2 separate regions of the Mus musculus genome follow, and region 1 is linked to region 2. A link is a contact called in public promoter capture Hi-C data. All regions are on one chromosome and are shown on one strand. Each heading gives the region's core, a stretch centred on a gene start, on an enhancer-like site or on the middle of the called end of the contact. The rest is flanking DNA. Distances are from core to core; before and after follow the strand shown. Region 1 holds the start of Adra2c (adrenergic receptor, alpha 2c). Region 2 holds the start of Dok7 (docking protein 7).

Region 1 (7,332 bases), core at 1,735-4,234, 220 kb before region 2:
CTCTAAAGCCCTAAGTTCACAGCCACACTCCACAGAAGCCTTCTCAGGAACTGGATCCACAACCTAGCTACAGCCCCTCGCTGAGATGGGAAGGCAAAGGTCTCCCTTTCTCCTCCCCACTCCCCAAGGCCCAGTTGTCTCTCGCCCAGCTCCTGTCTGCCACATCCCACACTGTGCCCTGAAGTCCACCCTGGGACTCTGGAGAGACCACACTGTTGGTCTCTCTGTCTACCCGAGTTCAGAGCTGTCCAGGACGTCAGTGGGTCCAGGTCCAGGAGGCCAGAGGGTCATTGCCTGAAGCCCCTTCTCCTCCTTCGAAAGAGGATATGCTTGAAAGAGCGCCTGAAGTCCTGATTGAAGACAGTGTAGATGACCGGGTTGAGCGAACTGTTGCAGTAGCCGATCCAGAAGAAAAACTTAAAGAGCGGTTCTGGCAACTGGCAGGCCTCACGGCAGATGCCATACAGGCTGTAGCTGAAGAAGAAGGGGAACCAGCACAGTACGAACACGCCCATGACCACCGCCAACACGAAGGTGAAGCGCTTCTCGCGTGCCTGGGCCACCTTGCGGCGGCACACACTGCTGCGCGCCCGGCGCCGACGCGACAGGAAGAACTCGACGGAGCGCGAGCTGGCCCGCGACAGGCGCCCTCCGGGGCCTGGGGACCGAGACGCCGTCCGAGCACCCTGCTCGGCTGCCAGTCCCGGTCCCGGTCCGTCCGCACTGCCCGTGTCCCCCTCAGCACCCTCTCGCCGCCGTCCTCCTCTGCGCAGCGCGCCCCGGCGCCTCCGCCTCTCGGCCGCACTGCTCTCATCCGGCTCCACTTCAGTGCGCGGGGGCGCGCAATGCCCGTTCTCCCCCGCTGCCTTGCCCAGCCCATTCTCTGTGGTCGGGGACGCGCCGTCGGGGCCGGCGGGGCCGCGTTTCTCGCTGAGCGTACGCGTGCGCAGCTTGGCCACGCGGTAGATGCGCGCATAGACCAGGCCCATGATGAGGCAGGGCGCGAAGAAGGAGCCTATGCAGGAGGACAAGATGTACCAGGTCTCATCGTTGAGGCCGCACTGCGGATAGGCGGCGCCGTCGGGCCGGCGGTAGAACGAGACGAGAGGCGGGAAGGAGATGACAGCGGAGATGAGCCACACGGCCACGATGGTGGCCTTGACACGGCGCGGCGTGCGCTTCAGGTTGTACTCTACCGCTTGCGTCACCGACCAGTAGCGGTCCAGACTAATGGCACACAGGTGCACGATGGACGAGGTGCAGAAGAGCACGTCCAGTGCCAGGTATACACCACACCACACTTGCCCGAAGTACCAGTAGGCCATGAGCTCATTGGCCAGAGAAAAGGGCATGACCAGTGTGGCCACCAGGATGTCAGCTGAGGCCAGAGACACCAGGAAGAGGTTCTGCGGGGCGCGCAGTGCTCGGCTGGTCAACACAGCGATCACCACGAGCACATTGCCTACCACGGTGAAAACGATGAGGAAACCCACCACAGCTGCCAACCCCGCCACAGCACCTGCGGAGTACTGGCCCGGCGGTGGCACCCAGTCGGTCCCCGAGGCGTTGGCACCCCCGCCGCTACCCCATTCGCCCGCGTCGCTCCCGTTGGGGCCCTCAGCCGCCGCCGCCGCCAGCGCCGCGGCCAGCGCTGGGGACGCCATGGTCCTCCCGAGAGCTACGCGGTCCTGCCAGGAGCCCGGGCGCAGCCTCGGCAGCTCGGGCGCCCCACAGCCAGGGTCGGCGTCCGCATCGCCGCCTGCTCCTCCGGCGCGCCGGCTGGGGGCCACGAAGCCCCGCAGCCGGCTCTCGGCCGTGGTGGCCCGGCGGGCGGGCGGCGCGCCGGAGAGCGTGGCTGCCGGGCTCCCCGCAGCTGCCGCGCGCGTAAGTGCAGAGCTGGAGGTGCCCAGAGAGCGCGGCGACGCGGCGGTGGGGGGGAATGGGGGTAGGTCCCGGGTCCTCGAGCGGCCCCGCCCTCGGCCTGGGTTCAGTGGGAGCGTCCCGGCCGCCAGCCCACGGAGATGCGGTGTCCAAGCTGGTGCACGCAAGCGGCTCCACGGTCCGGGTGCCCGACTGGGCTGCAGGCTGCAGGCGGCGGCCCGGACACTCTGCTTCCCAACGGGCTGGCTGGGGCTAAGCGAGCCGGGGCGCAGGTTGCCGTTCTTCCGGGTCCCTGCAACTTTACTTTGCGGGGCTGGGCGCCGACACCCGCGGTCCTCCTGCTGCTCCCGAGTGCGGGCGCCCCCCAAGGTCCGCGTTCGGCCGTGCGGGCGCCGCCTCGCCCTCCCCGCTCGCCGGTGCAGCGTCTCCGCCGCCGCGGAGCGCTTGGCGCAAGTGCTGTCGCCCGGGCTCGGCTTCCAACTTGAGTCCAGTAGCGCAGCGGGGAGGGCGCAGCGGGGCGGGGCGGGGCGCCCCGCAGGCCCGAGCCGCGGGCCCGGGGGGAGCGGGCCGGGAGCCGGAGCCCGCGGCCGCCTGGGCGAACCTGCCGGCGGCGCCGGGGAGGAGCCCTAGGCGGCGGCGCAGGGCGCGCACTCGGCGAGGGCGCCCCCTCCAGGGCCAACTGCAGCCTGCGGGGCCCGGCTGAGCGCGGGCTGGCCTGAGCGGTGAGTTCTAGAAGCCTGCTCTTTCTAAGATCGTAGTCTCCACCTCACTCGGTTACAGGCGACGGAGCGCGCGCGGGCGCGCACACCGGCTCGTAAGGGGCTGGCTCGGGGTCCGCGGCCTGATTGGAGAGTGCGCTTGTAGCAGCATGGCAGAGACACTGCTGGTGCGCATCATTCCTTTGGAGCTTAGGGTCCCTGCTCCCCTGCAGAGCCACCTCCTCAGTCAGCCTCAGTTCCCTCCTCTGAGTACCTCTCAGCGCTGCGGGATCGTGAATCATAACCACGGTGTCAGTCGAGGCCCAGATCAAGCTCCCAAGCTCTATACCCATGTTGGCAATTGTTGAAGTTGAATCTTAATGCTGTGTGATCCCGCTTTTCACAGCTGGAGGGGACGCTCCAGACCTGCGCTTTTGACAAACTCAAAACTGACCTGCCCCATGCAGCGTGATTTTGTGGGAGTAGGTTTAAGAGAGGGCGAGCAAATCAAATGTTGGGGAGATCTCGTGTCAGTTTCACAGAGGTTCTGTCACGTGTGGCCTGAGTTGAGTTGAGGCACTGGTCTCTGCCTCCAGGCAGCCCCAGGTCTGCAGGGAGGATGTGGCCAAGAGAATAAATTGGACTTTCCAGACCTAGCGTTTCCCTGCTAGAACTAAAGGAGTACCATTCTCTCCACCAAGGCTGGCCAGGACCTCATTACACAGGTCAGATAGACCGGAAAGGGAGGGGAGTTGGCAATCCACTGGCAGAAGGCCTCATCAGAAAGTCATTCTGAGGACCTTGGAGCCATGACCTGTGGCATCTGGACTTGTCCCTGCTCTGGTGGCTGCTTCTCCCTGCAGTCCTTGAGGATAGTGCAACCTCCTTGTGGGCACTGCAGCCCTAGAGGACCCACAGGACCTACCCTCAGGGCAGGGGTGTCCAACTAGGATTAGGCAGACGACAAACATTTCAGACCATGGGCCTGTCTTGAGTACTGTGCCCGTGCAGGACACACTTCTTGATGCCTGTCCTGGGCACTTTCTAACTCAGGGCTTGCAAAGTGCCATGTGCTGTCACCTGAGAATGTGAACTATGAGGAAGAACCGCCAAGGTTTTTTAACAAGTCCTTCTTACCCAGAGGCCCCAACAAGGGCCACTGATCAAAACAACTTCAGTTGGTTTGTATAGAAGCCCCCAGATGACTCCAACATCAGTATATTGGAGGAAGAGGAGGTCTGGCCTTATGGTGTTTGTGTCTGGATATTCACCCCCACACTGAGTGCCATCAAAGCCCTGGAACTTCCCCACCCCCCATCCCTACCCCCAACCCAGCCTAGAAGCAAAGGAGGAGGTGACAGCATGTATCACCTTTGGATATGGAGGAGTTATTAGGAAAAAGCTTTGTGGACCATGCTCCCTAGGGACTGAGGTAGTCCCCAGTGTGTGGATGGTCCCTAAGACAGAGTGCTCTTTAGGAATGTGGGTACTCCTTCAGATGGGATGCTTCTTTGGTGAGAGTGCCCCCCGAAGAGGCTGGTTTAGTTCTGAGGATGTGGGAGCCTGAGGACGATGAGGGGAAGGGCAAGTGGGCACTGGTCGGGTACTGTTGGAGAGATGGCTTCTCCCCTTGCAGGCAGCATTGTGGACCTGCCTGAGTCAGAGATGCTGTCATATGAGAAGCTGAGGGGACAACAGGTAGTCTAGCCCAAGCCCTGACTGCACACAGCCTCACGTTTCCAAGTGATGCCTGCCTAGGCAAAGGGATGCCCTGGGAGCCCTGCAAGGGAAGCCTGCAAGGGCATCTGCAGGGCTCGCTACTGAGTGACCTAGGCTCTTGGGGATGATGGCTACATGCTGTAGGGATGCTGACCATACCTCCCGGCATAACTGAGAGGAAGCCACTCTGGAGTCAGCAGCCAGAAGTGAGAGTTAAAGAGTCTGCTCATTTGAGGGCAGCTGGTGAGACCCCCTGGGGTGGCAGGAACTTACGAAGAGGCTGAACTAGCCTCTTTGCCCAGAGATAGCCAATTAGCCCCAACAGTCTGCTTCTGGTTGTTCTGTGGCAGGAAACAATGTGTGCCCCTACAGACTGTGTGTTCAAGAGTAGTTGGTGGCAGGCCACACTGGGTGTTTGTACCTACTATGTGAGGGCATTCTGGGAAGGTCCTGGTATATTTCAGAAGGAAATCCATGTGAAGTGAAGCAGCCTGGGTATTCAGAGTGGTGGGTATACTGGTGCCTAGAAGTGCGGGGTTGGTCCAGCCAGGGTTGCATAGTGCCTGGATGTTGGGTCCTAGGCTCTCAATTCCCTGCCAGGCCTCTACCACAGGATCTGGTTGCATGTCTGTGTGAATCCTGGGAGCAGTGCGCATGCTGCAAAGCAGCCGTGACATGGGCTGACGGGAGCTGGGCTCCTTGAATCACCCTGGTGTACTCACAGGTATGCGTGAACACATGCACCTCACTCCCTCATGGGCTCATGCACATGGATATGCTTATTCAAGTGTGCACACACAGACCCATTGCCTGAACACACGGATGTTCATGAAGATGCACTTACATTCACATGTGTGTATACATGTGCACCTGTTCATACATATATGTATGATTATATACCACTTACACACCACTTGCATGTGCATGCCACGTATGTACATTCATCCCTTCAGATACTTTCCAGTGTAGCTGTGTATATACCCAAACACATGCGTATGTGTATCTGCACCTGGAAGATTCCAGTCAAAGGCATGCATGTATACACATATGTGCATGTACACCCACATGAGTTTGCACATAGTCACACACAAGGCAAGCATATATGCACATATAAGCATAAATGTCCACACACATATGTTGTTTGTGCAACCACTCACATCTTGATTCAGAAGTGAGCAGAGCCATCAAGTGTGAATTTAAGCTCCTGATCATGTCCTTCCTTGCTTCTTGGCAGCTGAGTGACCCTCCTCATTCTCAGGCCTCAGTTTTCCTGTCTGTGAAATGAACACATTGCACCACTGTCTCTAATATCCGTGCTGGCTCTTCCATTCTCCCTCTCCCTGAGGGAGTGTCGCATCTGGCCTGCCCAGCTTTGCCTTTGGCTGGTGCCTGGAGCTGCTGAGGAGAGCCAGGCTCACAGAGCTCTTCCATTTTACTTAGCTCTAGCTGGTGACAGGGTCAGGGAAATAGAGCTGGATTTCTTGTCTCAAGTCTAAGAGGATGCCCTTTTTATTTGAAATGGAGCTGAGGATTTTTCCCTATGTTTATGTGCGATCTCATTTTTAAAGATGAGCCAAGGGAAAACCAAGGCTTGTTTCCCTCTCTGCCCCTCCCTGAAGAATTCCAAAGACTGATCTGTCTTGTCAGAACGTGGCAAGGATCCGGCAGCCGGGCTGGCTCTTGGCGCCCCAGCCTGCAGACTGAATCCATTGCATATTGATCATCGATTTGGCAACACAGCGTTCCAACAGAGCTGGCGAAGCCCTCTTCAGGGACTGGCTGGGATTGGCATGGGGTGTAATAGAAAACAGAGGGTCAGCGTCTCTTGCCGGGTACCCACTGTGTGCCTTGGCACTGCCCGGCTGGGGGTCTAGCTCCTGTCTGTCACTGTATCCTTAGCTGTGTGCAGCCTCAATGGCTCCAGCCTGCCATTCTGCCAGCCTGTATCCCGGAAGCCCATATGAGCGTTGAAAGTCCCAGATGTTCCCACTGTTGCTCCAGTTGACTGGGCCTTGTGTTTGAGGGCCTCAGTTTTGAGTCCCCACCCTGTTAAGTCCCTCATTGGGTCTGCAGACACGACCTGGCATTGTCTGTATGCATCCCTGCAGGAAACAGAGGACCAGATCAAAGGTTCTTATTCCCATAGCCTGCTTTTCCAGGCTTTGCCTTTAGAAACTGCTGGTGTGGAGCCTGGACCCTGGGATTAGGACATGACCTCAGGAAACTACCTTTCTTTCAGTGGCTGCTTTTCAGGCTGCCTACAAGGTCTGTTAACTCACAGCTCATGGCCTGCTTGCTGCAGGAGCTGCAGGTAGAAAGCTGTGGGGTCCAAGCCAGTCAGTGAGTGCTCCTTGATGACAAGTGAAAATGTAGATGAAGGCCCACCACTACACTTCCTGTTTGGTTATGTGTGTATGAGGCTGTGATGCTGAGAGCCATAGCAGCTGTCCCGTGACCAAGAGGAGATGAGGACAAGGATACAAGTCACTGAAGAAAGAGTATATGCCCCATTGCTTCTATTTTGGAGCCACCATGAATGGCCCTGGAGCCACCCTTGGGCCAGGCTTCCTGCTGTTGAGGCACAAACTAAATATGCTCTTCCCACTGTGCACCCAGAACTACCCATAGTCAAGTCCCTAGGACTGTGAATATGTCACATGACACAAGTGCCTAAAGGTACCCCACCAGTCTGTGTGAGTCAAGGGTCTCGCACCACCGTGTCCTGGAGTATGCTTGTGGGGCCCACTGTGAATACAGGTGCCTGCCAGGGAATGTGAGAGCCAGGCAAGTTATGGGAGATTGGAAGATGGAACCACACCAGGACTTACAGAGAAGGAAGGGTCGAAAGGCATGGATCAGAGCAGCTACCAGAAATGAGAGAGACTAGAAAACATTATCTAGCAACAGCCTCTAGGAAGAGAACTGTGTGCCAACACAGTTCAGGCCTCTGATAGCTAAAACTGTAAGGAAAACCTTTGTATGCATGTGTGTATATGTGTGCATATGTAGTTGTATGTGGATACATGTGTATCCA
Region 2 (7,102 bases), core at 225-2,724:
AGACCTAACTCCATAGTCTTCCCCAGGATCCCTCACCAGCCAGACTGGTACACACGGACCACAGCTGATCAAAGCCACTTAAATTCTCTGTGGACTTTACTTCTCTACTGCTCCATCCAGCCCCCAAGCCTGGCAGTGTCCAGGGTCCCTTCCCCTCCCCAGTCTCCAATCACCCTCTCCCCGGATATCCTGGAATGCCAAAGACAAGAACCGTGCCCCCCCCCCCCCCCGAAGCCCTCCAGGCTTTGCCACAGAAGGTCTGGGCTTGAAGGACTGAGTGAAGACACCGTGGAACCAGGAGCCAGACAAAAGGAGACTGTTCACAAAAGCAGCTAGTGAATTGTGCCACCCCTCCAGGGAGCTGACAGGCACCAGCATCCTGGAAGTCACTCTGGCTGCCTGCACATGTGTGAGGCAGCCACACACGCGCCCCCACCCAACTTCCCCTACAGACCCCTGGATCCTGGGCCAACTCCAAGGCACCTGTCTCCCGAAACAGCTGCAGTCCCAGGCTGGAGCTGCAGAGCTGCCCTGGCTCCTTCCTGGCTCTCCTCATACTGAGGGGAGCAGACCCTGGTACCACTTTCTTTTCTCAGAAGTGTGTCTCCCCCAAACAAAGTAAAGGTCCTGGGACACAGAAACAGGACTCTTCCTACCTGGCAGACCATCTTTTCTCTACCTGAGGGTATGGGATTGGGAGGAGGTGGCACTGCTTGGGATGCGGCTTAGGAATTCCTGATACATTTTCACCAGGACACCTATATCACCGAGGCACATTCTGCCTGCTCCTCCATGGGTAGGCTGCAGCCCCTCTGGGCTTCTGCTGGTCCAGGAAAGGTGTTGGCCCACACAGGAACTGGGACCCCCACAACACCACACTCGGGGACCGGTTAGGTCTGTGTTGCGGGTGGCCAGGTCCCAGGGTCCGGGCGCCCGAGCGGCTTCGACTCTCCGGTTACCGCCGTGGGGCTGGGTTTCAGCGGCTCCCCCGCGGCTATTTCGGGAGAGCTGGCACCTCAGCCACCGGTTGTAGGGCCGGCAGGGTCCGGATGGCTCGCTGAGACCCGCCACCCGCCGTCCCGCCCGCGGCCCCGCCGCTCACCTGCCACCGGCGATGGCTTGCGCAGCACCAGCCACCTACTCTTCCACTGCGGAGACAGGACAGCGTGAGAAGCCGCCCGCGCGCGCCCGCTCCGCGCCCCCGCCCCCACCCAAGCGCGCCCCCGCCCCGCGCCCCCGCGGCGCCCCAACCTTCTTGCCGTCCCGCAGCTTGACCTGGCCCTCCACCAGCGCTGCCTCGGTCATCTTCTGTCATGGTTCCCGCCGCCCGCTGCGCCCTCTCCACGCGTCCTGGGCGCCTGAGCCCAGGGTCACTTTCAAAATAGCTCCGGGAGGGCCTTGGGCTGCGCCAGGAGGGCGGGCCCGGCGCGGCGGGCGGGGCGCAGCGACACGGGGACCTGGATGTGGGGGAGACTGGGCGGGGCACCCCGGGCCTCAGTCTTTAAGACCCTAGTAAAGTGCAAGCCAGTAGGTGGCAGTGGCCTTGGACAGCCTCTGCACTCTGCTGGCTGCCAGCCCACGCTGCTCCTGCCAGGTCTCAGGACCACTGCTTAAGACCATCTGAAGCAGCCTCTGGAGAACGAAACTCAGCCTGGGAGGAGAAACTGGGACAGGGGCAGTTTCCCAAAGGGAAGAAAACTGTCCCAAGACAACCCCACAGAAGGCTTTGTGGCCTTGTGCCTGCCCAGTCCCAGTTTTGGTTTGGCTTCAATGGCTTCATCCTTTGCACCTGCCCTTCCTCCATCTCATGGGGCCACGAGGCACCCCTGACAACAGACCAACAGCCCAGGTCCAATACATTATCCAGTCCCTAGGCCTTCCCCATCGCCAGAGGTGGCCGCCCTCCAGGCAGATGAGAAAGTGGGCATATGTACTCTTCAGGTCACTGTCCCTCCCATTCAACTTGAGTATCTGGCAGAGCAGACCTCAGTGGCTGCCAGGACCAGAGCCCACTATGTCACCTCATTGCCCCAGGTCTCCCTGGCTGGTCTCTCCTACTTCTGAAGGCCAGCTTGCACCAGCCTTACAGCATGAAGAGCCTAGGGATCCATGCTGCCTGGGAACAGCCTCACCTAGTATCCCCCTGTCCAGCCAAATGCCCTCAGAGCCTCTGAATTTCTCTACCCCAGCCTGTTGCCCAGGTTAAGGTTGCTTAAGGCCGGTGCTAAGTTTTATACCACCACCCCAGCTTACTGTGGAACTTAAGCATTTGTTAGACCTATGTCATAGACTCCCCAGATACATGACTTAGCACCCCAGGGAACAGAGAACACCCACAATTGCCAACTAACTGCATCTAGCAAAATAAACTCAGACACACAATGAAGCTTGATGAATTTGCCCATCCTGATCCCCGACCCCAAGGAGCTCTGACCCGGGTAGAAAAGGGCTACGTGTCAAACTGTTCGCGCAGTGCGTGCGTCTTCACTATATCCTGCCCAGACTCTTTAGACTGCTTCCTGTCTACCCCTTATAGAGAAACTGAGGGTCAGAGTGGTGTCAGGACTCATGGCCAGGATGGACCCACAAGTACTGACCCCAGAGCAGTACTCAACCCGAGAGTCCTTGCCACAGCCCCTCTAGAGAATCTGGAGGGCAAACCTTCAGTGGGTCACAGGGCTGCTTTTAATGTTTTCCTGGTTATCTTGATGGGGAGAGGGCACCAGGTCTAGGAAGGCACTCTATATGTTCCTCTATCCTGTATAACCTATGTGGCACACCAGTGCCTTCCACTAAACTGTTGCTGGCCACAGAGCCCCATTCATACTACCCACACACTGAAGGCCCCTGGGGAACCGACTCAGGACAGCCGGTGTGGAGTCATTTGGGGGTTGTGGCCATGAGCATATCCTCCAGCCCAGGCGGCTGGCACTTGCTCTTCCCTTCAGGGAGGGGCCACGTCCTGCTGCATTCCAAGCGCTGGCCTTGGCCCAAACTCTAGCCACGCCTGGCAGCTGCACCTGCTCCCGCACTGGCCCCGGAAATGCGGGCGCCATGGGGATAGACAGCTTTTATTCTCCCACTCCACATGACCTAGAGGACAGCCCTGTGGTCCAAGTCTGCCAAAAATCGGCCAATGGAGGACTCGGTCTGGCCTTGTAGAAAGAATTCTTATGACCTTGGCCCTCTTTGTGCCTCAGTTTCCCCAGATGTTACAACCAGAGTTGCTGGGGCTCTACATGATGAAACTCTCTCTGACCACCAAAGCAGCTGACCAGAAGGATGTTAAGCCTCTTGAAGAATCAAGGTGACAGCTGGAAGGAGTGAGATGGCAGGAAGGCCCAGTCACATGTGAGGCAGGATGACACTTAGCCCCAACACCCCTCTGCCTGGCACCACTGGACACTGGACACCACAGGGAGCTTCCAGTTGTGGTCACAGCTGTACCACTGTCTGAGCTCACCACCACAGTACTGTTGCTACACACTGTGGCCAGTCAGACCACCGCCACCGCACCCATGATCTCAGGATGTTGTCCCATCGGTGGCTCTGCAGTCACAGACCTCTGTGAGATGCTGTACTTGCCACCTACCAGACAAGAGCATGCACACCATCACGTGGCCTCCATTTCCTGCTGTTGCCTGGCTTTGTCACCTCTGTCAGGGATGATTGTATATGCAAGAGGCTCTCAAATGATCCCTTTACATACACAGGGGAGAGTGGAACTAGGGGGCCTGTCTGCCTGCCTTGGCATCTCTAGGTAACTGGGAATGCCGGACAGACACACTCCAGCGGGCTGTGGCAGGCACCAAGACTCACAACCCCATTATCCCTTCCACTGAGGGAAACTGTACAGAGGACTCCAGGAAGTGCCGAGTGGGTAGAGCTGACTACCACTTCTGAGTCCAGCCATTACACAAACTAAACTATCATGCAAACATTTGTCACTAGTCACATGATGAGAGGAAGGGTATTATGGACTAGATACCCCCACCCCCAGCTCCCCGGGCATTCGCTGATGTTCTCACCCCCATGTGACCATGAAGACGTGGAGCCTCTAAGAGAGTATTTACGGTAAATGAGGTCATACACAAGGGCCCTAATCTGTTAGGACAGGTGTCCTTATAAAATGACAAAGAGATCCCGAAGAGTGCTCTCTCTTCTGCACACAGAAAAAGGCATAGAAGGGTCCATCAAAAAGGCAGCTGTCTTCATACGGGGAGGACCTGGGGGCTGAATTTGACGGCCCCTTGAGGATGAACCTCCAGCCTCTTAAATTGCCAAATAATAATTTTTATTTTAAGGAAATAGGTTTATTTCGTGTGCTGCAAAGAAACCAAACATGGCAGTAACAGAAGGGCTGCCTGTTTCATTGCCTAGTCTTTTCTGGGCTGTTCTGTCCAGGCAACTGCTATCTTTTAGACCTGGAGTGGCTCCCAAACCCCACATGCCAAAGCTTGGTCCCAGCTCCTATTGCTATTGGAAATAGTGGGACCTTTAAGAGGGTGGGGCCTGAGAAGGGTCTTCAGGGTGTGACAGGGAAAACCGGGTTCTTCCTCTGTCTCTTTTGTGCCTTAGCCTTCAACTGAGAGCATTGCTTTGCTGCATAGGTCTGCTGCAAAGGTCTGCTGCATAGGTCTGCTGCAGGCTTGAGGCAAATGAGGACAATCACGGTTAAAAGCCCTGAAGCCATGAACCCGAGAACCTCTCTCTATAGGCTAATTAGTTCAGATGGCTAATGACTGCCCTGGAGTGACAAAAACAGCAACCAATGCCACAGGCAACAGAGGAAGAAAGTGGCTGTGCTGGGGTTTGAATGCGCCCCCTATGATCACCCTTTGGAGACGTAACATTCAAATTCCTAAGTTAATAGTATTTGGAGGTGAGGCTTGGGTGTAGGGGTTAGTGTCATCACAGGAGTGGGACCCCTTGATGGAATTAATGGCTTTGCAAGAAGGGGAAGAGCTCTATCTCAAGCTGTAACATCCTACACCACATTATACTACAGCACAAGGCCTCAGCAGACACCCAGCAGAAGCCAGAGCCACGCTCTTGAAACTCCAATCCCCAGGGCTACGAGCCAAATGAACTTCTTCATAAATTATCCAGTCTCAGGTGTTCAGTTATAGCAACACAAAATGACCTAAGATACCTGCAAAAAATTCCTTCCCTACACCTGCCCCCCTTAAAATGTGGTCATGCATACCCTCACACCAAGAGATGAACGTCTTCACCTTCTAAACCTGGCTTACTTTGATTAAAGAAAAAGGCCAAGGAAAGCTCACCCCCACTTTTCTTTTTGTAGCATTGCCTCTGTCATGGGAACACGCCCAGGTGAGTTTGCTAGGTGATGAGATTCATATGGTCCTTCCTCCCCGAGCTCCAGTCAAGAGCCACCCATTCCTGAGGTATAAAAGCCTACAACCCACTGATAACCCCAAAGCCTACACTATGGAGAGTCCAGTTCAACACAGAAAAACCACCCTGCAGAGTCTAGCCCATCCCTAAAAAGCATGAACTAGATAAACGGCGTTGTTTCATGTCTCTGAGCTCTAAGTGCACTTGTGTTCCAGAAAAGACTTTCTGAAATAACCAGCATGGGAGTGGGTGAGCATCAAGACCTATGAATCTCTGGGATTCCTGGAGAGATGAAACCTGAATCCCTGAATCACCATGGGAACCCTAGGGGAACATGAACCTAGCACACAGAAACAGGATGGAATGACCTCACCTGCATACCATGCCTTCAGCTTCGTACCAAGATCAGGCAGCACAGAAACTATTAGGTTAGCTGATATTCTACAAAATAATAACGGTTATAGCAGATTTCTCAATGGTAGAAATGGAAAGCAGGAGCCAGTGGTATAGATTCCAAATGATGACAGAGAATAACTTCAGATTCAGTGTAACAGCTGAAATTCAGCAGTAAAAGAATCCCATTGCCATAGCCAAATGGATCCCTCAAAGCCCATGCATTAGAACCTAATCCTCAAATTCTCATGTTTCTGGTATCTAGAGGTAGAAGGTAATTGGGGCTAAATGAGGTCCCAAGAATAGGGTCCTCTAATGGTATTAGTGGCCTACAAGAAGAGGAGAAAGAGACCTGAGTCAGTGGCTTGCTCTGTCTCACCACGTGTTGTCCGGTTCCATGTTACAATTCTGCACAAGGCCTCAGCAGATGCCCACACCAGTCTCGAACTTCCAGCCTTTGTTCTTTAGAATTAATTAGCTAGTGTTAACTTGACACACACCTAGAGTCAGCTTGGGGAGAGGAAACCTCAAGGAACGGCAACTGAAGAATTTCCCAGATCCACTGGCTCGTGGCCATGTCTGTGAGGCATTTTCCTATTTCCTAATTGATATAGGAGGGCCCAGCCCACAGTGGGCGGTGTCAACCCTAGGAAGATGGGCCTGAGCTGCATGAGAAAGCTCAGCCGAGCAAGCAAGGGAGGCAAGCCAGAAAGCAGACTCCCTCCATGGTTTCCGCTACAGTCTCCTGCCCTGACATCCTACACTGGGCTATCTTAATAATGGACAGCAACTTGGAAAATGAAGTAAATTCTTTCTCTCCCAAGTTGACTTTGGCCAGTGTTTTATCACAGCAATGGAAAGCAATGAGGGAAGCTTGTCTCAATGCTCCGTTATAGTAACAGAAAATGAACTGAAACAGCCACGTACAACTCTGTGATAATACAAGCGAGATCTCCTCAGCTCTTAGTTGATGCAGGGTTCATCCTCACCGTTACCTGGATTTGGAATCACCAAGAAGCTGTACTTCTGGCCGTGTCTGTGAGTCCATTTCCAGAGAAATTTAACTTAGGAAGGAAGACCACTGTGATGACTATTCTTGGTTGTTAACTTGACCACATCTGGAATCAACAAATGGAGGGCACATCTGTGAGGGATTTCTGCTTGGATCCACTTCTAGTCTGGGTCTTGAGGTAGGGAGAAGACACACACCTTTGATCTGGACCTTGAGGCAGGAAGAGCCACCTTTAATCCGGGCCATACCTTTTGCTGGATGCCTAGGCATGGAAGATGGTAGCTTGCTCTTTGCCTGCTTGCCCTCACCTTGCTGGCATGTCCATTCCTTCACTAGCAT

The links. Promoter capture Hi-C pulls out the DNA fragments that hold promoters and counts their contacts.
Region 1: a contact with region 2 is called in a promoter capture Hi-C map of embryonic stem cells, with 3 times the contacts expected there. The contact joins the promoter of Adra2c here to the promoter of Dok7 in region 2. A contact is called at or near these places in 6 of 39 promoter capture datasets (cranial neural crest, embryonic stem cells, hippocampal neurons and 1 more), 5 of 484 Hi-C or Micro-C datasets (cerebellar granule neurons, cortical neurons and embryonic stem cells) and 2 of 115 datasets of contacts at active chromatin or transcription factors (embryonic forebrain and forebrain).

Annotation. Positions count from the first base shown.
Region 1 is chr5:35,274,218-35,281,549 of GRCm38.p6, reverse strand. It overlaps Adra2c (adrenergic receptor, alpha 2c), which reads right to left and starts at 2,984. Exons shown (of 1, transcript NM_007418.3): 1 at 1-2,984. The coding sequence starts at 1,664. The coding sequence ends at 288.
Region 2 is chr5:35,051,138-35,058,239 of GRCm38.p6, reverse strand. It overlaps Dok7 (docking protein 7), which reads right to left and starts at 1,474. Exons shown (of 10, transcript NM_001348478.1): 1 at 1,252-1,474; 2 at 1,103-1,148. The coding sequence starts at 1,305.